Linked DNA regions of Mus musculus: region 1 is linked to region 2. The links are chromatin contacts, called in public HiChIP or PLAC-seq maps. All regions are on one chromosome and are shown on one strand. Each heading gives the region's core, a stretch centred on a gene start, on an enhancer-like site or on the middle of the called end of the contact. The rest is flanking DNA. Distances are from core to core; before and after follow the strand shown.

Region 1 (5,238 bases), core at 1,186-3,685, 250 kb after region 2:
GCCAGGGTATAAGACACCTGGTCCTCGTAGTCCAGCTCAGCCTGGGTGGTGACAGCCCCAGTGTCCGCGTCGATTCGGAACTGGGGGATGCTATCCTCCATAAAGTAGGTGATTCGGGCATTCTCCCCCGTGTCCTCATCCGTGGCGCTGATCAGCACCACTGTGGTGCCTGCTGGCCGGTCTTCATTAACGTTGACTGTGTAGTGGGAGCTCTGGAAGACGGGACGGTGGGTGTTGGCATCGGTGACATTCACTACTATCTGAGCTGTGTCCTGCCTTGTGCCATCTGAGGCAGTCACTGCCAGCACATACTGCCGCTCGAGTTTGTAGTCTAGCGGTAAGGCAAGGGAGACCAGTCCACCACCACTTTGGCTGGTGATAGAGAAGCGGTTGCGGGTGTTGCCGCTGGTGATCTGGTAGGTAATGACACTGTGAGCGTCTCGATCCACGGCTGACACGGTCACCACACTGGTGCCCACGGCGGCGTCCTCGTTGAGCCGAACGGTGTACTCTGGCTGCGTGAAGGTTGGGTTGTTGTCATTGACGTCCAGGATGGTTACACTGACACTGGCTGAGGCCGTGAGCGCTGGGGTGCCATGGTCCCGGGCCTCTACACCAAAGCTGTAGAAATCAACCTCTTCCCGATCCAACTCTGCGGCCACAGAGATCCAGCCTGTGCCATTGTTAATGGTGAAGGGAAAGTCGTGCCCAACCCCTGCCAGGCTATACTCGAGGCGGGCGTTATCACCAGCGTCAGCATCAATTGCCTGGACGTGCAGAACAAGGTAGCCTAAAGGGACACTCTCTAGGACGGTGGCCTGGAAAGGGGTGCTGACAAAGATGGGGGCGTTATCGTTGATGTCTAGGACTTGCACTGTTACTAGGCCAGAGACATTGGAGAGTGGAGGACGGCCACCGTCCTGAGCCCGGATCCGAAGCGTATACTCTTTGGTTGTCTCATAGTCGAGTGGGCTTACCACATCCAGGGCTCCAGTCTGAGCATCCAGATAGAACTGGCCCCGAGCATTGCCACTCATGATGCTGTAGTGCACTAGGGCATTGCTGCCCTTGTCTCTATCGGAGGCGGTGACTCGGAGAACTGGGGCTCCTGGGGTCACATCCTCCCGCACCTGGACCACATAACGCTTCTCGCTAAACTGGGGGGCGTTGTCATTATCATCCTCCACCGACAGGAAAACAATGGCTGTGGAACTCCGCGGGCCTGGGTCCCGGCCCTGGTCACTCGCCTCCACTGTTAACTTGTAGGATTCCACTTCCTCCCGGTCTACAGGGCCGCGGGTTCGGATCACCCCCGAGCGAGGATCGATCTCAAAGGCGTCTGAGGGGCTGCCTCCGGCCCCCTCCAGCAGGCGGTACAGAATGTTGGCATTGGGAGGGGCGTCGCCGTCGGTGGCCCTGACTGTAAGCACCTCATAGCCAACCTCCAGGTTCTCCCTGAGGCTCTCCTTGTACTCTTGCTGCTCAAAAACAGGGTCGTGATCGTTGGTGTCGGTCACCAAGATGGTAAGCGTGGCCAAGGCACTCCGTCGGGGCATACCGTGATCCTGTGCAGTGACCCTGAAGACGTGGGTGCTCTTGGTCTCCCGATCCAGCTCCTCAGCTGTGGTGACAACACCGGTGATTGGGTCCAAGGAGAAGAAATGATTGGAGCGGCTATCAAAGAGGGCATCCATGGTGTACTCAAGTCGACCCGCCTCACCCTCATCTGGATCAATGGCTCTTAAGGATGCAACAGAGGTACCAGCAGGCTGGTTCTCAGGCACTGTGGCCTGGTAGCTGGGAGGCTGGAACTGGGGAGCTGTATTCACATTCCTTTTCCTGCGCCCACCCAGAGATTCCTCTGGTGAGCCTTCCCCAGCCCTGAGCCCTGGGGCCTGTGCCAGCTTGCAAGACTGGCATCTGAGCCGTGGGGCCTTTAAGCAAGGGTGCTCTTCAGGCAGGGTCAGCGTGCCTTGTGGAGAAAGGTGTCCTCCGATACCCAGGAGACGACAGCTCCAGGGGCAGCCTTCAGAGGATGGCGGAAGAGGGATATGAGCCCCTGATTCTGGACACCAAACCCTCAGGCCATCGTGGTGGGGCACCAGGTGGCCGGTCAGCTCAATGCCCGATTCTCTGCAGCGGCTGGTGTAGAGCCAGAGGTTCGAAGCAGAGGCTGGGCAGAGCCAGCCCACGGGGGCGCAGGCCCCAGAGGAGCTGCGTCCCCCGGATCCCAGAGAACGACAGGGCCCCACTTGATCTCCCAGTAGTGGCGACGGTGGCAGCAGCAGCAACAGCAGTAGCAGCGGCAGCAGCGGCGTTGGGAGGGGGGCGCTGGCAGCCCGGCTCCGCATCTCTCCCTGTTCCCGGCCAGCCGGGTCAACAGCCGCGGCGGCTCTTCCTCCGGCTCCTGCCGGCCCCGCCGCGCCTCATGCCCGGGCCGGGGCGCGGGTCCCCGGGGGCCACCTGTACGTCCCACTGGGCCTGCACCCAGATGGCTCGGCGGGGCCGCGCTCTTAGCCCACGATGCGCCGGGCTCCCACCACTCTCGAAGCCGGGCCCGCTCCCGAGTCGCCGCGACCACTGCGGGTTCACGCTGCGCTTCCACCTGCGCTCTGAGCGTTCTCTACCTGCGCCCGCGGGCCGCGAGGATCTCTGGCTCTGCCGGGTCCCCCGGTCCCGAGCCCCAGAATGTCCCCTCCGCCCGCGTAAGGTCGCCCACCTGCGTCTGCGGAGCCTCACGCTCCGGCCCGGGCCCGGCTGCCAACGATGGCCCTGCGCCACCCGCTCGCGCCCTGCGTCCCCGCCGCGGCAGCTACCGGTCGCCGGGGTCCCGGGCCCAGACCCGCGTTCCCTCGCCTCCCGGGCGGGCGGGCGAGCTCTGCAGAGCAGCGGCGGTGGTGGCGGCGGCTCATTACCATAGACCTGCTCGCGCCGCCGCGGTCTTAAAGCGGCGACGCCCAACGCGCCGAGGAGGTGGGCCCCACCCAGCGCCCTCTTCTGCATGGCGGCTCTAAGTAAGATTCCCGCCTCTGGTAGAATTTTTCTTCCCAGCACATCAGACTTGCTCCTTTCCATTTCTGGATCCCTTCTACAGCTTAAAGAGGAATGAACAATCAGAAGCCACACAGGGAATTGATACTCTTGTAAAATTCTATGGCTAGCGCTCTTTCAAAACAGTCTTAATGTCTGCAGGAGGTGACCAGGGGGTGGGAGGTGGGTGGATATAGACAGACAGACAGACAGACAGACAGACAACTTTCCAGTCTTACCATCCCTGAAAGCCCTCATTGCTGCCCCATCCTACAGGTCCCGGGTCAGAAGTAAAGACGACTTTGCTCGACTTCGCTCGACACTACAAAGTCTCCCCCAGATACCAGAAGTCGTGCTCTCACTTGGATATCTTGGACAAAAGGACCCCTAAGCTCATTTGGGATACATCTTGGGTACCACATGTCAGGTCAGGGGAAGTGAACCAGAATGTCCAAAGCAGCAAGAGCACTAACACTACCAGATTCCTAGGGCCAGGGTGAGTTGGTTCCAGAGGGCCCAAGCTTCCTGGACCTTAGGACGTGTTCCTTTTTCTTTATCCCTCCTCCCTCCTAGATCAATGTCCAACTGCTGTCCTCCTCCTACCCGCGGCTTTGTAACTAGCAAATGGCCCTGTCCATTGCACAGGACTACTGAGCCCTTCATGGAATGCCACCCCAGAACCTTCTGGAAGGGGTATGAAGAACTGATGAATCTTCCCATAAGTGGAGTTCACACAAGATGTTGGGACCAAAGAACCGGGAAGAGTGAGGCTGGGCAAGCCAGAGGGCTTCTTCCTCTCATACCCTGAGCAATGAGGGATGTCAGATTGTATGAGAGAGGAGGCCACTCTCACATGCTAGCTATGTGCGACCTTTCCTAGAGTGAGGGACTTGAATAAAGTAATGGATTTTCAGAAGTCTCGAGGGAGGTGATGATATGGTCTGAGGAGATAGCTGAGTGGGTAGAGAGACCCCACCGAGCTGAGTCTGGATTCCCAGCACCCACATTAGAAAGCTGGGCACAGGCTCACCAACGTGACTGCTCAAACATGAACCAAAGTAGTCAGGAGACAGACCAGGAGGCCTCAGCCCTGTACAAGAACTACAGGCGACTCGGGGATTCTGAGCGGGAGAACAGGCTTTCCCCAAGGAAGAGCATGCTGATTTGTTATTCTGTACCAATGGTCAGTCCCGGAAAATACATACAAGTAACACTCTACAGATGGAGCAGGTTGTATTTAGAAATGTCTATACATATATGAATATAACAGCAATGAAAAAAGAGGGGATGAATTTGAAAGAGGGCAAGGAGAGGTATATAGGAAGGTTTGGAGGGAGGAAAGAAAAGGGAGAGATGATATAATTATACTATAAACTCAAAAGTAAAAATAAAACATTATTAATTAAAAGCCCGGGCACGGGAGTGTACATCTGTTACATCAATGTTAGGGAAGCAGAGACAGGAGGATCCAACATAGTCCTTCTATGTCAGCTAGCTACAGTAGAGGACTCCCCCACCTTTGCTCTAGACCAGAGAACCCCCATGTGACCTCAGAGTTATGCCAGAGGTGACAGGCAGCTTTTCTCTCTCTGCAGGGGAATATAAAAGAAGCTGGATAGAAGGATTATGTTGGACTGTTTTCCTGGTAGTGGTGTTGGGCAGGGTTAGTGGAGGACTCCTGGTTGCTGGAGTAGCCTACAGTTTCACCCAAGATGAACTTCCTTCCTTTAGACAAAGTCTCTCTAGATAGAGGAGTGGTAAGTGGTCTCCACAGGGCTCTGCCTCTCCTCATTTCCTCAGACTATGTTTCCTGGGGATTGCGTGGGCATTTTTGCTCTTCATTCCATAGGCATGTGGTACAGAGAATGCTTGGAAATTATACTGTCTGTTAATGATCCTTTGAATTGTGGTTGGGTAATGAGACTTGCTTTTGATGAAGTTCCCAAACCAATGCATGGAGAAACTGTAGCTCTTCGTTCATTGGCTCCCTGTGGGACTAAAATGGGCTTGCTGGGTAGAGGAAAGAGCAACTCGGACTCTATAATGTGGCCATGGCTCTGAAAGGGAGAGGGGTGTGGGAGGGGGCAGGGCTGCCAGGGAAAACTCAGGCTTTCAGAGCTTCCTCCAAGTAAGTGGCCTTTCTCCTCAAGGTAGACATGGTGCTGGATGTAAGGAACCCTCCCTTCTTTCATCGTCCACACATATTTG
Region 2 (5,698 bases), core at 2,218-4,717:
TTCAAGGTTAGCTTATGCTACATTTGAGACTGTCTCAAAGAAAGGAAAGATCTGAGACAATGGCTCGGGTTAAAGCGCTTATGGTGCAGGCAAGAGGATGTGAGCCTGATCCCCAGAATTCACGTAAAGATAGCAATAGTGATAGCAGGTGCATGCAACTCTAGTACAGGGAGGCAGAGACAGGGTCCCCAGGGCTTTTTGGAGCAGCTAGTCTAGCCTAAAGGGTAAGTTCTTATGAGAGACCCTGTCTCAAAAGAGATGTAAGGCGTTTCCAAAGATGACACCCACACTTGCTCTGTGGCCTCCACATGGGTGCACAGACATATGCACATGCCCTAGTCATCATGACCACTCACACACAGATACAGGGACATGCACACAAACACACACACACACAGAGAGAGAGAGAGAGAGAGAGAGAGAGAGAGAGAAAGAGAGAGAGAGAGGCAGAGAAGGAAGGAAGAAGGAAGGAAGGAAGGAAGGAAGGAAGGAAGGAAGGAAGATGAAGAAAAGAAATTATCAAGATGTCCATCTTGAGTCGTTCACTTGACAGGAAAATAATTTGCATGTAGGAAAGAAGGGAGAATAGAAGGGAGAATAGACAGGCAGCTCTATGGGGTTGCAGGGGTCTTGTGAGCCTGGCTGAGGGGTCACACTTGGACATCAACACAGCAAAATGTTGTGGTCAGGGAAACCAGGGTCTATCCCCAGTGATCTTTGAGAGTCAACAGTTAAATATGACTGAACCTACAAGTTCCAGAGAAAAGGGAGCTAAACTAAACACTTTGGCTTTTCCTTGTGTTTTGAGACCAGAGAGAGGAGCATAAAGTGTGTATGTCATGAAGGAGCTAGGATGTAGGACCGATGGAAAAGGAAGGCCAGAGGGAACACAGAGAACCGGCCAGGCCAGAGGGGAGCAGACACGGAGATCAATGCTCCTCTGATTTCCAGTGGAGTCTTTAGAACTTAGGCCAGGTAACTGTGTGCAGGCTGCGTGTCTGATCTTTGGGGAGGAAATGAAAAGGGACAGAGGAGCAGTTTGGATACCAGAAACCCCCCCATTTAGGTTCCTGACGTCCTAAAACGCTGCCCAGGCTGACCCATGGGGGTGTGGCACCCAAGGCCAGCTTCCGATGCCCAACTGAAGACCAACTTTAGCCTTGGCCTATGAACAAAGAGCTGGGCTGATTTCCCCTCTGGAAAGAACCAAACCAGCCCTGGGTGTCATCTTGGAGCCACTTCTGCTCTATGTCTCTGGGGGAAAACTGTTCAAGTGTCTTGTGGTTAGCCCAACCCAACCAGGCCCAAGTGTGCACAAGGGAAAGCTAATTCTTTCCTCTCCAAGCTGGCCACCACCTCATGGTCTTTCTCCTTAGCAACTCTTCGTTCGTCCTAGTTCTCTCCCTGTACTTCTGGAATACCCACGATCAGAAAGAACCATGCCTTACTTGGCTCTCATGCCCATCTGACCACACTCCGAGACCGTTAACTCTGATCGGCTCCTTTGGGATTGAGAGATGTCTTGTGAGTGCCCCCTCAGAGTGCGTGATAAAGAGTGCTATGTAGAATCTGTCTTTCTTACAGTTTGGCTTTTAGGAATAATCTAGAGAGCGTCTACAGCTTCATACTGAGGCAGGGGGACCCTGGATAAGAAGGCTCAAGATGGGAAAAGAGAACCAACCAATCTGAGAGGTTTCAGGGCCCTCCGCCTGCACTGGTACATTTTAGCCACAGGAGGGCAGTGTTGGCCACAGAGCTCTGAAGAGTTACTGCAGTGTCTTGCTACACAGCTTCTCTTTGCCAACCCCACACCTGCTTTCTTTATCCTGGGGGCTTGTGGTCTCTTGGGCACCTTTCCACATGGCTGCAGTCTCGGCTGTGAAGGGTGGGCAGGAGGGACAGATCTCCCAAGAGAAAAGGCTGTGGCGGGTTTGATGAACTGATGTCCCCGCAGCTCCCCTGTGTGGACAGGTTAGCTTCCGTAAGCCTCGGCTTCTGATGAATAGTTGAATCGAGACTGCTGGCCGGGGAATGTCGTTTCCTGTGTGCATTTTGATCTGAGCCAACAGCTATGGTCTTTGGGTAGCTCCTGGCGGGCTCCATCTGTGGCCCTGACGCTTCAAAGGCTCACTGCCTGGGCAGGTGGGATAGAAGATGAACGAAACTGGACACTTTGGTCTCTCCAAATGGGTCTCTTCTTGGAATCACAGCCAGACAGAAAGAGTGCCCAGGAGTCGGGGATGGCCCAAGAAAGGGATAAACATAATCAATTGGGTCTGATCGGTTTGTGTTTGAAGTTTCAAATGGTGCTAGGGCTGGCTGGCAATGTATACTCTTCAACCCAGGCTACCCCTAAAAACCACGGGGCCATATTGACTTGCTCTGAATTAGAGGCTGCAGAAATCCCAGGCCCCTCCCTCCAGAGCCTTCTTGGGGATCCTAAAATACCCCCTCCTCTTCTTCTGACTTTGCTCTCAGCTCCCCCAGTACTTAGAGAGCACAGCTCACTGGCCTGTTCAGCCCTCAAGGCAGCCCCGCCCACACACCCCTGCTCTTGCCTTGTGCCCTTCTGACCCCAACCATTCTCTTCCTGGTCCTGAAATTACACACCAGGCCCCTGGAGAGTCTCTGTGGCACCTCAGCTTCCCTAGTGGGGCATCTGATCCCACGCTTGGGGGCTGACCCTCCGAGCACAGAGCACAAGGCGTGGCCTGGTTCTTTTCCCTAAGCTTCCCGTTCTTTGGACTGACTGCCCCATTTTCTCGCCTTTTCTGCCTTTCTTATTTGGCTCTTTTGTTTCCCTCCTTCCTCCCTCCTCCTCTCTGGCTCCAGGCTTTGGGTCAGCTCTCCACTCTCCTCCTGTCTCTGCTTGAATGTACACCTTTTACTTCCTCCCCTGCACTGAGCACACTGAAGCGCTGGTCCCTGCCTCCCTGGATGAGGGAAGGAATAGCAGAGGGAGGCTGGGCCAGCGGCCAGACTTGCCTTTAGCCTCTGGCTTGGGTATCTGGGACCTGTGTCTGGGAGAGTCCTCGACAGAGCCTCAGGCCTATGGAGCTGGCGGGGACCAGGGTTGAAGACCACTGCACCAAGTGACTGCAAGCAGAGAATAGGATATGACAGCAAGCAAGGGGAAGCCATCTCTCTCTCTCTCTTTCTCTCTCTCTCTCTCTCTCTCTCTCTCACACACACACACACACACACGAGAGAGAGAGAGAGAGAGAGAGAGAGAAGGGGAGGGAGGGAGGGAGGGAGAGAGAGAGAGAGAGAGAGAGAGAGAGAGAGAGAGAGAGAGAGAGAGAGAGATTCTGTAGCCTCTACTTCTGCCTCCCTAGACAGAATTCTGGGCCAGAAACCCTCTCAATGGCCACTGGAGGGCCCTGTCTATTCCTCCAGGGTGCAGATGCAGGGGCCCAGGTGGCTGCCAGCAAAATGCAGCTGGGGACTGGAGTGGAAGCTGCACCCTCAGGAAACAGGCCACACTTTCACCCCAGCCAGTTCCCGGCCTAATTAGAGACCGGAACGGCATTGATCGTCCCTGGGCTCATTATGTCACAGCTGGGGAACAGCTGGCCAGTCTTTTCCAGGCCATTAGCTGCGCCATGAAGTGGAGAAAAGGCGGGGGGGGGGGGGGGGGGGGGGAGTGAGCGAGCAGGATCAATACCCTGTCTGTGTGTGGGGGAAACAGCTTGGTGGCTGCCTCCCCTGGCTCTCTGGGCTGTGTTTCTCTCAAAGGCTGCCTCCTGCGCACAAGCTTCGAGTTCACACGTGGAAACCCAGCTCTAACCATCTGGGAGCTTGGTGAGTGAGATAGACACACTTTGGGGCCAGTGCTGGCCCAGTTCTGGGGACCATTCCAACCTTCTCTCCCAGGGTAATGGGAGGGGAAAGACTCGTATTACCTACCCAGTCTCAAAGGGGACCTTAAAAGTCCAGGTCCTCTCCACTCCTGCAGCAAGATGACACCCAAGGCAGCTGCTTCTCTTGGCCCCTGGCCACTTCAGTGTGCCCCTGGGCTCAGTTGGGTTTGGTTTCCTGTGAGATGGGGAAATGACAGCTCTTCTGATCCTTAGGGAATAGGGGTGATGGAAGGAAGAGATGACAGCTCTCCCCTGCCCCCCACACCCCGTCCCTGGCCTGAGGCTCAGCTGGGTGACACCTGAGGCAAGCTACCTGACCCCAGGAGTTCGAGGGAGCCCAGAATTGCTTAGTAAACTGACTCTTTACTTTCAGAGTTTTAAAGTGTCAAACCTGGGGTGGGGGTGGGGGGAAACCTCTGAAAAATCATGGGCTTCTCTCTCATTTGATTTAGTGAGAGATGGTGAGGCTGAGTGTTGAGCTCTGCCGTGCCTGCCTGAGTCGTCTTCTGTCAGATGCTCCTTCCGGGCCTCAGCCACCCCTCGCAAGCATCCCACATTGAGTTTTCACGGAGCCCTGAGGTCTCCCAGGCTCATGTCCTCGAGTTTCTGGCAGAGGTGGGAGAGGAGTGTTCGCTTTTGCCCTTCTTCCCACACAGCACGGCCATGAGAAACCGCGAGAGTCCCTAGGCCTCTCAGAGCCCCAGCTGCTGCAGTGCCAGACAGCGGTTCTGCCCCTGTGAACAGAGGCCAGCTACATACAACCTCCTCTGCTCTCCGGACTGCTAGGACAGCCCCTGCAGAGTCCGTCGTGAATGAAGCACAGACAGGCAGACAGACAGACAGACAGTGGTCTGAATTCTAGACTTGAACTCTATCCAGCTGAGTTCCAGCCCTTAGAAACCAGTACTTGGCTCTAAGTAGAAGCACATGGAAGGGAAGGGCACTGGGAATGTGTGTTACAGATGAGGAGGCTGTGTCCCTGGGAAGAGGCTTTGCTCAAGGTGAGATCTTCTCCACCAAATCAGAAAACACCCCCTACCCTCATCCCCACCCCTACCCTTGCTCCCAGTCCCCAACCTCTGCTCAGGGCTCTTAGAACAGTGATGAGATCTAGGACTGTCACGGGCATGTTGGTTACACCACCAGAGTCATCTATCAGATGAACTTCAGTAATGGAAAGGAGCAGTGACTACCTAAGAGGCTTAGCAGAGACCACTGGGCTCCACTCTGTCTGACGGTGAGCCATCTGTCTGTCTGCAGTCAAGCAGTGCTCAGGGCAGACAGAGTCTGGGGATAACTTTACCTCAGCTAAACTCCCTCTAGCCAGGCACACAGGAATAGACTAGAAACCAGGGTTGCTCTTCCTTCTAACATTGGGAGAGAAGGGGTTGTCTACAGGAGATAGATGCTGACATAGCAACAGGACCAGGGAGCAGGGAGCACGTAAGTGGGGCTTCCTGGGGCCACTGGCATCTTTGTTTCCTGTGTGCACAGGATGCTAATCTCTGTTTTCTTCTCTTGGACTCAGAACAGGGAGGGAAGGAGTGACAGCCTCAGCATCAGGGACTTAGATGTTGAATCCCTGTGGTTCAAGCTGGAATATGAGGGCTGGGGAGCAAGGGATGGCTGGAGCAGCTGGAGCAGGAGCCCCAGAACAGGGTATTTCAGGGACTAAGATCTAGCAGTGGAAGTCTTGTGATTGAAAAACAGAGCGCTGAGAATCAAGGACACCAGAGAGAGCCCCCTCTCCAAGCAGAGAAGGGGTCCAGGAAGGGGAACAAAGGGAGACAAAGATGCCTGTGGGGAGGAACATGGCTAAAGTCCCCAGTTTGTTCCCT

The links. HiChIP or PLAC-seq counts read pairs in DNA pulled down with a chosen protein or histone mark.
Region 1: an H3K4me3 HiChIP or PLAC-seq map of stem cell-derived neural progenitor cells shows a contact between it and region 2, with 3 times the contacts expected there. The contact joins the promoter of Celsr2 here to the enhancer-like site in region 2. A contact is called at or near these places in 3 of 39 promoter capture datasets (hippocampal neurons and liver), 1 of 15 datasets of contacts at CTCF or cohesin (embryonic stem cells), 11 of 484 Hi-C or Micro-C datasets (the G1E-ER4 cell line, bone marrow-derived DN3 thymocytes, bone marrow-derived macrophages and 3 more), 5 of 115 datasets of contacts at active chromatin or transcription factors (embryonic stem cells, forebrain, large pre-B cells and 1 more) and 5 of 9 other capture datasets (adipose tissue, embryonic trunk, liver and 2 more).

What each region holds. Positions count from the first base shown.
Region 1 is chr3:108,413,144-108,418,381 of GRCm38.p6, forward strand. Celsr2 (cadherin, EGF LAG seven-pass G-type receptor 2) reads right to left here and starts at 2,436. Exons shown (of 34, transcript NM_017392.4): 1 at 1-2,436. The coding sequence starts at 2,351. It overlaps Gm52630 (a long non-coding RNA gene), which reads left to right and starts at 2,878. Exons shown (of 3, transcript XR_003954680.1): 1 at 2,878-3,014; 2 at 3,307-3,526; 3 at 3,676-3,946.
Region 2 is chr3:108,163,169-108,168,866 of GRCm38.p6, forward strand. No RefSeq gene overlaps it. Among named protein-coding and RNA genes, the nearest start is that of Gm40122, 9.4 kb to the right of the region's middle. Within about 2 kb of position 3,468, at least 99 of the 459 cell types and tissues checked have an H3K27ac peak or open chromatin away from gene starts, as enhancers often do. A contact at or near this core is called in hippocampal neurons, pancreatic islet and stem cell-derived neural progenitor cells, where this site is marked.